Regions from separate parts of the Mus musculus genome. Here region 2 is linked to region 1. Evidence: chromatin contacts called from public HiChIP or PLAC-seq data. All regions are on one chromosome and are shown on one strand. The core of a region is the stretch at or near the end of the contact, and the rest is flanking DNA. Distances in the headings are between cores, read along the strand shown. Region 1 has its middle 4.8 kb from the start of Ctsd. Region 2 overlaps R74862 (expressed sequence R74862).

The links. HiChIP or PLAC-seq counts read pairs in DNA pulled down with a chosen protein or histone mark.
Region 2: an H3K27ac HiChIP or PLAC-seq map of bone marrow-derived dendritic cells shows a contact between it and region 1, with 4 times the contacts expected there. The contact joins two enhancer-like sites. A contact is called at or near these places in 1 of 39 promoter capture datasets (pre-B cells), 2 of 115 datasets of contacts at active chromatin or transcription factors (bone marrow-derived dendritic cells and microglia) and 1 of 9 other capture datasets (liver).

The regions. Positions count from the first base shown.
Region 1 is chr7:142,389,689-142,395,580 of GRCm38.p6, forward strand. No RefSeq gene overlaps it. Among named protein-coding and RNA genes, the nearest start is that of Ctsd, 4.8 kb to the left of the region's middle. Within about 2 kb of position 3,688, at least 121 of the 459 cell types and tissues checked have an H3K27ac peak or open chromatin away from gene starts, as enhancers often do. A contact at or near this core is called in bone marrow-derived dendritic cells and microglia, where this site is marked.
Region 2 is chr7:143,037,079-143,042,415 of GRCm38.p6, forward strand. It overlaps R74862 (expressed sequence R74862), which reads right to left. Exons shown (of 5, transcript NR_110354.1): 3 at 203-303. Among named protein-coding and RNA genes, the nearest start is that of Cd81, 13 kb to the right of the region's middle. Within about 2 kb of position 1,288, at least 81 of the 459 cell types and tissues checked have an H3K27ac peak or open chromatin away from gene starts, as enhancers often do. A contact at or near this core is called in bone marrow-derived dendritic cells and microglia, where this site is marked.

The sequences.
Region 1 (5,892 bases), core at 2,438-4,937:
CAGGGCTCACTTTTCAACCCTTGCCAACTGCGCCATACATTGACCCTGGCGGATTTAGAGGGGCCCATTGACTTAATGACAGAGCAGAGGGCTGTCTTGGGGTTCCAGGTGCACCAGACTAGATCAGCTGCACTCAGTAGGGATACAAGTCTTATCTGGTGCATAGAGTAAGGGGAATAAGGAGGCAGGTGGGAGAAGCCAGCCTAGATATCCAGCCTGGGTACTTACAGCGTATGGAGCTGCCTCCAGAAAACGGAGTGGCCCTGAGTTTTCCTTAAAAGCTAGGCCCTGACATTTTTTCCCACCCGCAAGGTTCTCCTGCCCATTTGACAATAGGTCCTGCTATGATGGAAGGCAGGAAGGGGAGCAGGCCTGTGCAGCACCCTCTGTGTAATACTCCCTTCTCATGGAGACATTCATTGCTTAGAGACCATCCCCAGCCTTGGCTCTGAAGTGAGACAGCCCAGGCCCATATGATTGGAAGCTACCCTGCTAGACTTCCACTTCAGAAATTCCCCACGGGGATCACACAGTGCCTCCTGGGCCAGGCCCCTCTCAGCCACCCAGGATATTGCCACATTCCTCTTGGGTTCCCATTACTACTGAATACCAACTGAATACCAGCCTCTGCTCTTGGTGTCAAAAGGGAACAATGCAGAAAGTCCTGCCTTCCTGGAGTCCATACTTCAGGTAAGGACAGACAAAACAGGAACTGGGAAGTTGGTGCAAAACTCAAAAGCTGGTGCAGAAATGGGGTGCAGGAAGTCATGTGGGGTGTTGCAATTACAGGGGCCTCATTTGAGTGGCTCTAAGGAGGTGGACAAGAGCCAGGGCTACTGGATGAGTAAGAGAAAAGGCTAGAAGATAGCTCAAGTCTTGGTGTATTGGGGGAGGAAGAAAGAAACAGGCCGAGGAGTGGCCAGGGACATTGGGTCCTCAGGAGAGAGAGGAGGCCATCTAGGAGATACAGCAGCTGTCCAGGTGAAAGGAAGCAGTAGGACCTGGATCCTGAGGTGGGGAGAGAAAGGCAGGGTCTGCCCTATAGGAGGGTTTCTTTGTTGGGTGCACAGATGGTACCAGGATTGGAGATCAGTAGTGACTTTGCAGGGGGGCTATCTGAAACGGCTAGACTAGTGATGTCTGACGGGACAAGAGGTGCTCTGTGAGAGGAAGGAGCCTAACGAAGAAGGCATGAGTTCAGCATTACAAGTTCAGGTCCAGTGTGCACCTGCAGTGTGTGCCTGAGGACTGGTGAGTAGTGGGGGCCATTTGAGTTGGGAGTCCAGGAGACAGGGCCACCTGCCGTAGAAGCAGCGCATAGTCCTTATTCAGAGTTTTGTACCAATCAGATTGGGTGAAACCAAGGACCAGGTGTGCAGAGTCTATGCACAGAAGAGGGCTAGAGATTGAGCCCCGGGGCTTCCCAACTTTATGTGGCTAAACCAAGGGGACCCAACAGTGGCTGTCTGGAGACAGAGGCCATAAGAGAGGAGTACCCAAGAACCCTGAAGAAAGTGTCTTATGAGACTGGTCATGGACTGGCCATGAGGTTAGACAGCCTGGCTGATGCATGGACTGGAAGGCAGAAGCCACCATGAAACACTGGGTTGAGCAATCTGACCTGGACAGCAGTCATTTCAGTGAAGAGGGATGAGCATTCTCTTCAGTAATCAAGATGGGATGGCGTTGACAGAGAGTGGGTGGAAGCAAGGAGGAGCATCACCGTGCATGTGCCCAGATGATAGGAAGGGCAGAGAGGAGAAAAGCTACTCTGTAGTACACTGAAATTGGAGTCGTGTTAATGATCCTTCCCTCACACCAAACTGAACAATCAATAAATCCCAGGGGCACTGGAGACCTAGGAGGAAGGACACACAAAGATGGCTTCTCCGTTGCCTGGGAAGCAGCAGATTTGTTTAAACAGCAGAGTGTAGGAAGAGGGTTGGTGTGAGTTCCAGGTTAGTCTGAGCAATAGTGTGGGATACTTAAAAAAAAAAAAAAACAATAAAAATAATAAACAAAAACGGCCAACAGGTCTGAACAATCACTTGACCAAAGATAGAATCTCAAAGGCAATTATTCAGAACAGATGCCTGGCACCTGCCATCACTGGGGAATTGCAGATTAGAACAACAATGAGACACCACCACACGCCTAGTAGGTAGCCCAAATCCAAAAGGGTGACGACATTGGCTTAGGGTAGGGCAGGGAGGCAGTGGGCAGTCCCACTCATTGTGGTGAGGGTGCAGAAATGGTGTAGCCACTTTGGAAAACAGCGTGGAGTTCTCTTTCAAAACTAAATGTTCTCTTGTCATACAATTCAGCAATTGTTCTCCTGGGTATTCACTCAGGGAAGTAAAAGTCTGAAGTGAGGCATGGAGGCTTGTGACTGAGGAGGCAGAGGCAGGAAGGGGAGTTAGAGACCAGTCTGGGCTGCTTGCCTCTGTCTCAAGAAACAGAACAGAAAAGAAACTTAGGTTTGTGCAAAACCTTCCCCACGAAGCCTGAGGGGGCTTCCTTCACAATCGCGTTAACCTAAAGGAACATAGATGCCTTTCAGACAGTGGCTGGATAGAAGTGTAGTATATGTGTCCACAAAGTAGGGTAGGATTCAGGGTGACAAAGAAACAATCTGTGGACTCATGACTCAATGATCCAGAGATGCACATTGCTAACTGAAAAGGCTACAGAATTGAGGTAATGAATGTAGTGAGTCAGGAGGATTGGGAAGGGGAGGCAAATGTGTATCCGAGGGCTTCTTTATGACAATGACAGTCTTTTGTCTAATACTAGTGATGGAGATGTGACATGAGATGGGGAGAAGGAGTAGCCCAGGCCTCAGAGGCAGGCTGCGGGATGCTTTTGGTCTTGTATACCTTGAACTCTTAGTTAAAGGTGATTAGTAGAGAAGGGCTCCCATGCTGTCTGGAGCCCTGTAGGTGGTCTCTAACCCTGAGCCAGTTCCCAGGACCATTCCCTCACTTCCCCAGCTCCATCAGGAGGCTGGGAAATGAAAAGGCCTCTGGAGGTTCCTGGGACATCAGGCCTGCTGGAGGTTGCCTCTGCTTTTGTCAGCTGGCCTAAGTTCTGCTCAGGAGCCCCTATTTCTCACTGCTATGATGCAGGGTCAGGCAGAGTTCAGCCTTGGCTGAGCTTTGGGTCAGCTCACAGCGTTTCTTCTGCATGCTACCTCTTCAAGGTCACACACACACACACACACACACACACACACACACACACACACTCTCACAGTCCCCAGCCCTAGACCCTCCTACTCCCTCTCTTTCTGACTGCAAGGCCTGGCTCCTTTGAGGCCTACATCCCACTCTCTAGAGAGGGCTAGGTATAAACTGGAAGCATCAGGATAGGAAGAGATGTGAGTGTCAGCCTTTAGGTCTTTCCACCCTTGCTTGTTGGCTCTGAGACCTCTGTCCCATTAGCTGTCACTAACAAAAGGAGGAAGCCCAGTTCAGAACCCCTTGACCCCCACAGATCTCTGAGATGACCCTAAGCTCTCTGAGTGCCCGGGGGGGGGGACACTTTGTAGGGGAGGGAATAGAAGGAGGAAATGGAACCAGAAGGTTGCTTGTGGTCCTAATGCTAAGTGGAAATTGGTTTCACCCCAACCTCCAACATTGTGATGAGGTGCTGAGTCACTCCATTCGTCCTCTTCCTTGCCCCTCCCCCTCCTGGCTGAGTCACTGATCCGAGACCTAAAGGCCCAGCTACCCTAAGGCCCGAGGTGGAAGGGGGTGTGGTTTCCTGGCACTCAACAAGTTTTTCAGGGGATATCAAGGGCTACCTGAAACAACAAGCTACCTGGTCAGCTAAAAGGAGGGACCTTAGCTGGTGGGGAGGAGGGCAAGGTTGGGGCAGCTGGCATAGTTAAGGCAGGGTACCCCTTAATACAAAGAAAAGTAACTGAGGCTCTGCCTTCAGCTCTCATGATGCTCTCTGTTCAAGACTTCCAAGGAACCTGAAAGTCTTAGTGATTGTCCTAAATATGAGGCCACCTTGATTTTCAGGAACAACAGAGCCCTGCAGACAGGTCACCTCACAGCAAGAGCAATCACCTTCAAATCACCTTATAGAGCCAGAAGTGAGATACTGGCCAACAAGACCACAGCTAGACCAGAACCAGTCACCTCAGCCACCTCCCACCCTACCCAGTTTCTCCTGTTTAAACCCAAAGCTCTCAGCAGTGCCTGAAAGGAGGATTTCCTATCTTCCCAGCCCGGTTGGGGATTTAGAGCCCTTCTTCCTGTTTTACCATTGCTTCCTTTTGCTGCTTTCTTTGGGGTGGGTGGCCAGAGGTGACATGTTGGCAATCCAGAATTGGACCTCTGGCCTAGGACTCTTTACTGATAGTGTGTAGAGGTGAGTGGAGGGGAATTGGTAAGGAGAAGTTAAGTAACCCAGTGGGCCATAAGCCCTCTGGGAAAAGTTGAGCCTAAGGGTCAAGCCCATCATGTGGCCTTCCTCCATTTTGGCTGGCTATCTATAGGTTGATGGATACCCTCAGGAGCCCACAGACATGTGGCTGGATAGGTGACTTGCTATCTTCCAAGTTGACCACCTTTGAGAATGAGGTTAGGAGAAACCAAGAGAAAAAAAAAAAAAAAAAGGAGTCTGTCCAAGACAGGAGACAGAGGTTGAGATGGACAGCAGACATGGAGGGGCAGAAGTTTTCAGGAGCCTGGCAGATAGGGGAAGTCTTGAGAGGAACCTAGAGATGGCAAGGCCAGCTATGGTGCATGAATGGTAACAGGAAGCTAGGCTGGGGTGTGGGGGACAGGAGGCAAATTTACTCTGCTCCTCTTACAGCCTGGACTAGCCTATCAACTGTGGGTAGATGGAATACTTTCTTGTGCTCAGTGTCTTCTTGTCAGCTCCGGTTGTGATGGCAAATTTCTTGTGTGCCTAGATGTTAGCAGACACACGTCTAGATTTTCCTGTCAAAGTATTTCCTAATGAGATTAACATCTTCCTTAGCAGTTTATGAGAAAAGCACATGTTGTGGGCAGGCCATGTCTAATCAGATCAAAACCTTAGAGAAAAATGCTTCCCCAGGAGGAAGGAGTCCTGCCCACTTCTTGGAGCTCCAACTGCTCCTCAACTGCAGCCAGTTGTTTAAATGTGCCTTCCTCCCTTTTCATATTCCCTGCCTTTGGCTTCTGGAGAACTATGATGAAGACAGGCAGGTTTGAAAGGGAGTCCTGGGAGGCACTTGGACAGTTGAAAGCTGGGCACACAGTTCCACGGTAGGGAGGGAAGTAGGAGGGGCCAGAAGAATGAGACAAAGGTAACAAGAGGCTGGGACACAGAGATGTCACCCTCCTTCCTGCCTGTGCTTGTGTCCTATGGCTGCTGTCATAGGGACTACAAACCGTGGGAGTCAAAACAACACATGCTCATTCTCTTGCACCTCCAGAGTCCAGAAATCCAAGCTCAATGGCTCTCCACTGCATGGTGTCTCACAGGCACGCGGGGCTGGTTCCTGGGAGAGACTAGGAGAGTCTGTTCCTCAAATCCTAGGCTAAGACCCCACCCTCTACCTCCAAAGACTGCTCTATTCCCCACTTCCCCCATCACATCTTGCTGTCTCTGGAGGACCCATCTTTTGCACAGTGAGATTCCATCTTCTTTCCCAGTTTCCAGGAGTCCAGAAGGGGACATCTGAGGATGAGGTGCTATTCTGTCTACCACACCACGGTTGGTGGAGACTGAGAAGGCTGGGTTTGGAGTAGAGAGCATGTGGTATCTGGAAGTTGGATTTGCCACTGGAGTCCTCAGGACCTGCAAGTGAGGTTGTCAAGGCTGATGAAGTTTGGATGAGGATATGATTGTTTTTCCAAGGGGTTTGAAGAAGAGGAAGACTATGAAAGCCTGAAG
Region 2 (5,337 bases), core at 38-2,537, 640 kb after region 1:
GGGGGAAATAAAATATGGAGTGTAAAATTAATTAATTAATTTTAAAAAAACAGAAAGAAGAAAATGAATGGCAAGGAAATGTGAGAGATGCAAACATGGAGCTGAGATGCAGCTCAGCAGCTGTTGCAGTGCACTTTCTGTTGCTGTGATCAATACCATGACCAAAAGCAACTTATGGGAGAGAGGGTTTATTTTGGCTCACCGTTCCAGAGGGATGCGAGTCCATCATCGCAGGAAGGCATAGCAACAAGTGGAAGACATGGCGAGCTCACATCTTTAACCACGGACAGATCAGATCTTTGACTGTAAGCACAGCGGAAAGAGAGTAAGTTGGAAGCAGAGCAAGGCTATAAACCCTCAAAGTCTGTCTGCACCCTCCAGCAAGGCTGCATCTTCTGAACTTCCCCAATCAGCACCACCAGCTGGGGACAAAGTGTTCAAATATCAGTGCCTATAAAGGACATTTCTAATTGAAACTACTACAGCTAATCCAGCTAGCCAGTGAGTCCCAGGGACAGCCCCACCTCCATTTCTGCCTCTTCAGCACTGGGGTTATAAGCAGACACCAGCATGCCATGCTTTTTTTTTTTAATGTGGGTTATGGGGATTGAATTCAAGACTTCATGCTTTAAAAGCAAATACTACCAACTGGGCTTTCTCCCCAGCCCTAAACTGCTTACTCAAAAACAACAGAAATTTGTCTCTTGGGCTTCTGAAAGGTGAGAAGTTGAAGATCAATGTGTTTGAGAAAGACCTGTTCCTCTTAGATGGTGCCTCCCTGCTGTACCCTAGCAAGGAGGGAAGAGTGGATCCATCCCTCACTCCTTCTATAAGAACATGGAGCCCATTTGTCAGGACTCTGCCCTCCTAAATGAGTCACCTCCCCAAAGGCCATCTTTATACCACTGTGTTTGTGTTCAGACACTTCAACCTCAGTGATACTGCTGTGTCTCTGAGAAAGGAATACACTTGCCAACAAATTAAAGCACGGCAGAAGGCTACATCCATGTGACTCACAAATCTGTGTCTCCATCACTCTGAAGCAGCTGACTTGAAAATAAGGTACTGAGTGGCTAATAAGAGCTGAAGCAGAATTCTCCAGAAGGCTGAATGTTCTCTGCCTCAGTGTTCAGTGTCCAGCACTATTTCTTCCATAGTCATGAGTCATGAATCCAGAAATCAAGGGGTGGGCATGGGAATAGAACTACTACCCACAACCCCCAAGGACCCATTAAGCAAAATTTCTACTTCCTTTTTGCACAGTGTTATGCTCTGCTGGCCTAGAAATTTTGGCTCCAGAATGAGGAACACTTCTGCAAGGAGATACAACAAACACTACATTGAATTGGATGTAAAGGAATCTACACCGCAATCTGAGCTTCTGAGGCTGAGGAGGAATTGGGGGTTGGTGAAATGCCTGACCCTGACTACCAGGAGAGATCTGCAGTTCATGGCTCCCTTAATGTGTCCGTAGTGTTACCACGCCATGGGGTTAAAGTCAATGCTACCATAAGGGCTCTCAGGCCAGGGGAAGGTATAGGTTACTTGTCAGATAAGAGCCAAGACTAGCTGAGTTGCTGAGGGCAAATGGGCTGCAGAATAGGGGTGGGGTGTGGAAAGGGGGATTTCTGACTGCTAGCTAAGATCATGTGACCAGAGAAAGATTCTGGTGGCCACAGCACTTCCTCTTTTAAGAATGTGTCTGGAACCATGGCTCAGCAGTTAAAAGCACTGGTATATATGCAGAGGTCCTGGATTTGGTTCACAGTACCTGCATGCCAGCTCACAATTGCCTATAACTCTAGTTCTGGCCTCCATGGGCACTACACACACACACACACACACACACACATATGCAGGCAAAACGCACATACACAAAAAATGAAAAGTTTTAAAATTCTCAGTGTTTCTTGCTGTATAGCTCTGGCTGGCTCAGAACTTTCTATGTAGACCCAGCTGGCCTTGAATTCACAAAGATCCACCTGCTTCTGCCTCCTGAGTTCTGGGATTAAAACTGTGCACCCCACACCCAGAAAATTAATCTTTTTGTTTAAAAAAAGGGTATCTGTGGGTAGGTAGTCACATAGAAGGACACAGTACCTGTTTTCTTCATGTATCTTCCCTAGCTTATTCCTCAATCACATGACCCATAGTCTTTGAGTTATGGATGTCAGGGGGACAGCAAACATCACCAGGAATCACACATTCTCCTTTGGTGCAGGGTTCAGGGGATACCTGGAATACACCACATGGCTAGCTCATGTTGTGTACAACCATGGCCTTGCAGTCTTTACTGGGAGATAAAGGGAGATTTAGGGGGATGTTGCTAGTCATGTTGACATGGGTGGACTTGGAAGTTTAGGGTGTCAGCCTGACTCTGGTTATGGGCTGTCCAGATAGGTGAGAAAGCTCTGCTGTTGAATAGGTTTCTGGAAGTTTTTCTGGAAGATATTGAAACTTGAATCAGTGGTTGTGGGGAAGACCTACCTCGCCCAATGTGGGCAGCAGCATCTGAACTGAGTTAAGGGTCCACATGGAAAACAGTGAGGTCCTCCCCTCCCCTAGGCCCCTCCTCCAGGTAGATTTCTTTTGCCCATGGACATAAGACCTCTCTAATGAAATCAGGCTCTCTGGGAGAGCCTTTGGATCTAGGCCCTTCACTGATAGCCCTGACCCCTGGCTTTAGGCCCTCAGTCTTGGGTTGTGTATTAATTCATTGGCTCCCCTGGTTCTAGGCAAATTTAGACTTCACTAGCTATTTCCCCAGTCTTCAGATGTCATGAGACTTCTGTGTCCACAGCCATATTAGGGAGATTAGCTAATCTCCCTAACAAGTCCCTATCATCTTTCTCTGTGTCTTGGGGTGGAGCTGTAGTCAAATGGAGAAGGCTCTCCTCACTAGAGATGCTCCAGCTCATAGGAGTTGTCTCACCTGAGTTCTTGTTCCTTCTAGGGCCACCTGTGTGTGTCCTTGCAGTGATTGATGGAGGGACAAAAGGACACCATCTTCATCATAGTTCCCAGTGTCTCTAAAGGGATGAATCAGCTCCAAAGATGGCCTCAGGACATTGAAGCTCTCTTGAAAGGCTGATCTACTCCTTTGCTCAACAGTGGGGTGGAGCTGTCCCTGGCCCTTGGGCATTTATGGTTTACAAGGAGCCTGCCCTAGGCAGATGCTGCAGGCCTGCCAGACTAGGGACCCAAAGCCTGGGGTTAAAACCTGGACACTATTGTGGGAAGGAGCCTCCTTGCAGGCCAGGAAAACATAAACCCTGGATTTCCTAGATAGAGCAAGAGGAGCCAGAAGCCTGATATGGCTAGAAAAACAGATGCCCACAGAGACTTGCAGGCCTATAGTTCCATCCTCATCGTGGGCTCTATCTATCTCAATACATGTGCAATCTGGGCACTGAGTCAGAGACAGATATTGAGAATAGTCTGCCCCACTAGGTGCTGCATCTGCACCTTGCACCTCCACTCAGCAGTGACACTGGGACTCAGAAGTCATGTGTCCTGCAGATGCTGATCCACAGCACTGGCTGGCCCTGCTATGATTAGCCTTGTGCACAGTGGGTCTTGCCTTAAACTTGGGATAGCAAGCATTCCCAGACCCTGGGCAGGCTAGAGGAGGCGGATAAGGCCAGAGGCGGACACCTTGCTGGAGCCCTATCCTACCCCTTCCTGGCTCATCCCCTGCCCCTGCCCCTCTCTAGTGGCCTCTGAACCTGCACATCCTTCCTTCTTACCCCTCTCCAAGCAGTGCCCTGTTAAGAGGCCCTCAACCCATTCAGCATCCTCTTGCCTGCCTGGACTCCAAACATCTTCACTCAGACCTGTCTTCATCACAGCTCCCCGGTCCCCATCCTGTGGGGCAATGTCCTTTGTGAAGTCCTCTGACTCTCTTATCTGCCAAGAATTTAAGGCCTCTGAGTCTTATTTAATAATTTTTCTCTCTTAATTACTACGTATTGATCTGGAAACCAGAGCCCAGTTCCACTGCAAAGGATTAATAGCCAGCAGCGCTTATGGTTATTCACTTTCCGTAATGTTATGTCTTGACCCCAGCCATACCCCACCCACTCACCCATCAGTCCTGAGACCTAGCTCCATCCCCCCAGCCACTGACTCACTTGTGAGCACCTTCCCACTTCCTTCTCCCACAGCCTTACACAAGCTGGCTTGGCCATCCACTCACGCTTGAGGAAATAGGAAGCAGAAATAGTTAGATTCCAGAACTTTCTCTCACCACATCCTCCCTTCCTGGCTTTCCCCTGAGTATTCCCAGCTACTTCCTTGCTTTGAAAGACTTGCCTTCAATCCAAACTTTAGGTTCTCTGTTGAGAAGTCCCACCCTCCTACAGTCTACTCCATCCTGCTGTGGTCTCCCCACCCAGGCCCAGTGACCCCCTTAACCTATCAGGGTCTAGGCTGGAGGCCTTCTTTTCCTAAGCATTGCCCACTTCTTCAGGTCTCATCTAGCAGCCTCTCTGTGAGAACTTCAGAATTCCCTTCAGAGAAGTTGGCCTCCCCTGTGGGGCCTCGTCACATGGAAGTTGGCAGGCAATGTGTCAAAGGCAGGCAGCCCCTGATAGTCTAAACAGTAAGAGAAATAGATGAGGAAGTGTCCCTGCGACAAAGCAAATGTCCTGATGTCTTAATGTGCCCTTTGTGCTCTCAAGAATCTAGTCTGGGGAAAGGGGGACAAAGGCTATGTTTGGGGCAGCCTGGCTCTGACCAGAAATGTCTGGGATAGGTGGGCATCAGCCCTGTGTGAGCCTAGTCACTGCAGAAGCCAGAGATGATTTCTTCAGACTCTTCCCTTCAGCCCCCTCTAGCCCCTCTAATCCATGGTGATGGGACAGAGGTGGGAGACAGACAGAGGCTGTTGGGCCTCCCTAGGTTTATATTCCACAGGAATGAAGGCACCAAGAGCATCCCAGCCAGCCCTGGTCACTTCCCAGAACCCCTCTCTCCTCAGGGGATGGGTCTTAACAGGCTACACTCGCAGTGCTGAGCAGGCACTCCTAGGTAGATGGTGAAGACAGCCTTGGCCTCTTATTAGCAGCACTGCTGGGGTCTTTGCACAGAGTGACACAGAGACCATGAAGACAGGACTAGCCTTGTAGGCTGAAGCTCCACCCCCAGCCCAGACAGTGGACTATCTGACCCTCTCCTCAGGGACAGGGCCTCCTTTTCTGGCTCAGCCCAGATTTCCGGATTCCATTGCTTGCCAGGAGTCGGGAGGTGGAAATAATATAGAACTCTAGCCAGCCCTCTCTGACCCAGAGAACTGTGTGCACTTGGCCAACCTTGGGACTGCACCATCCAAAGGGCAAG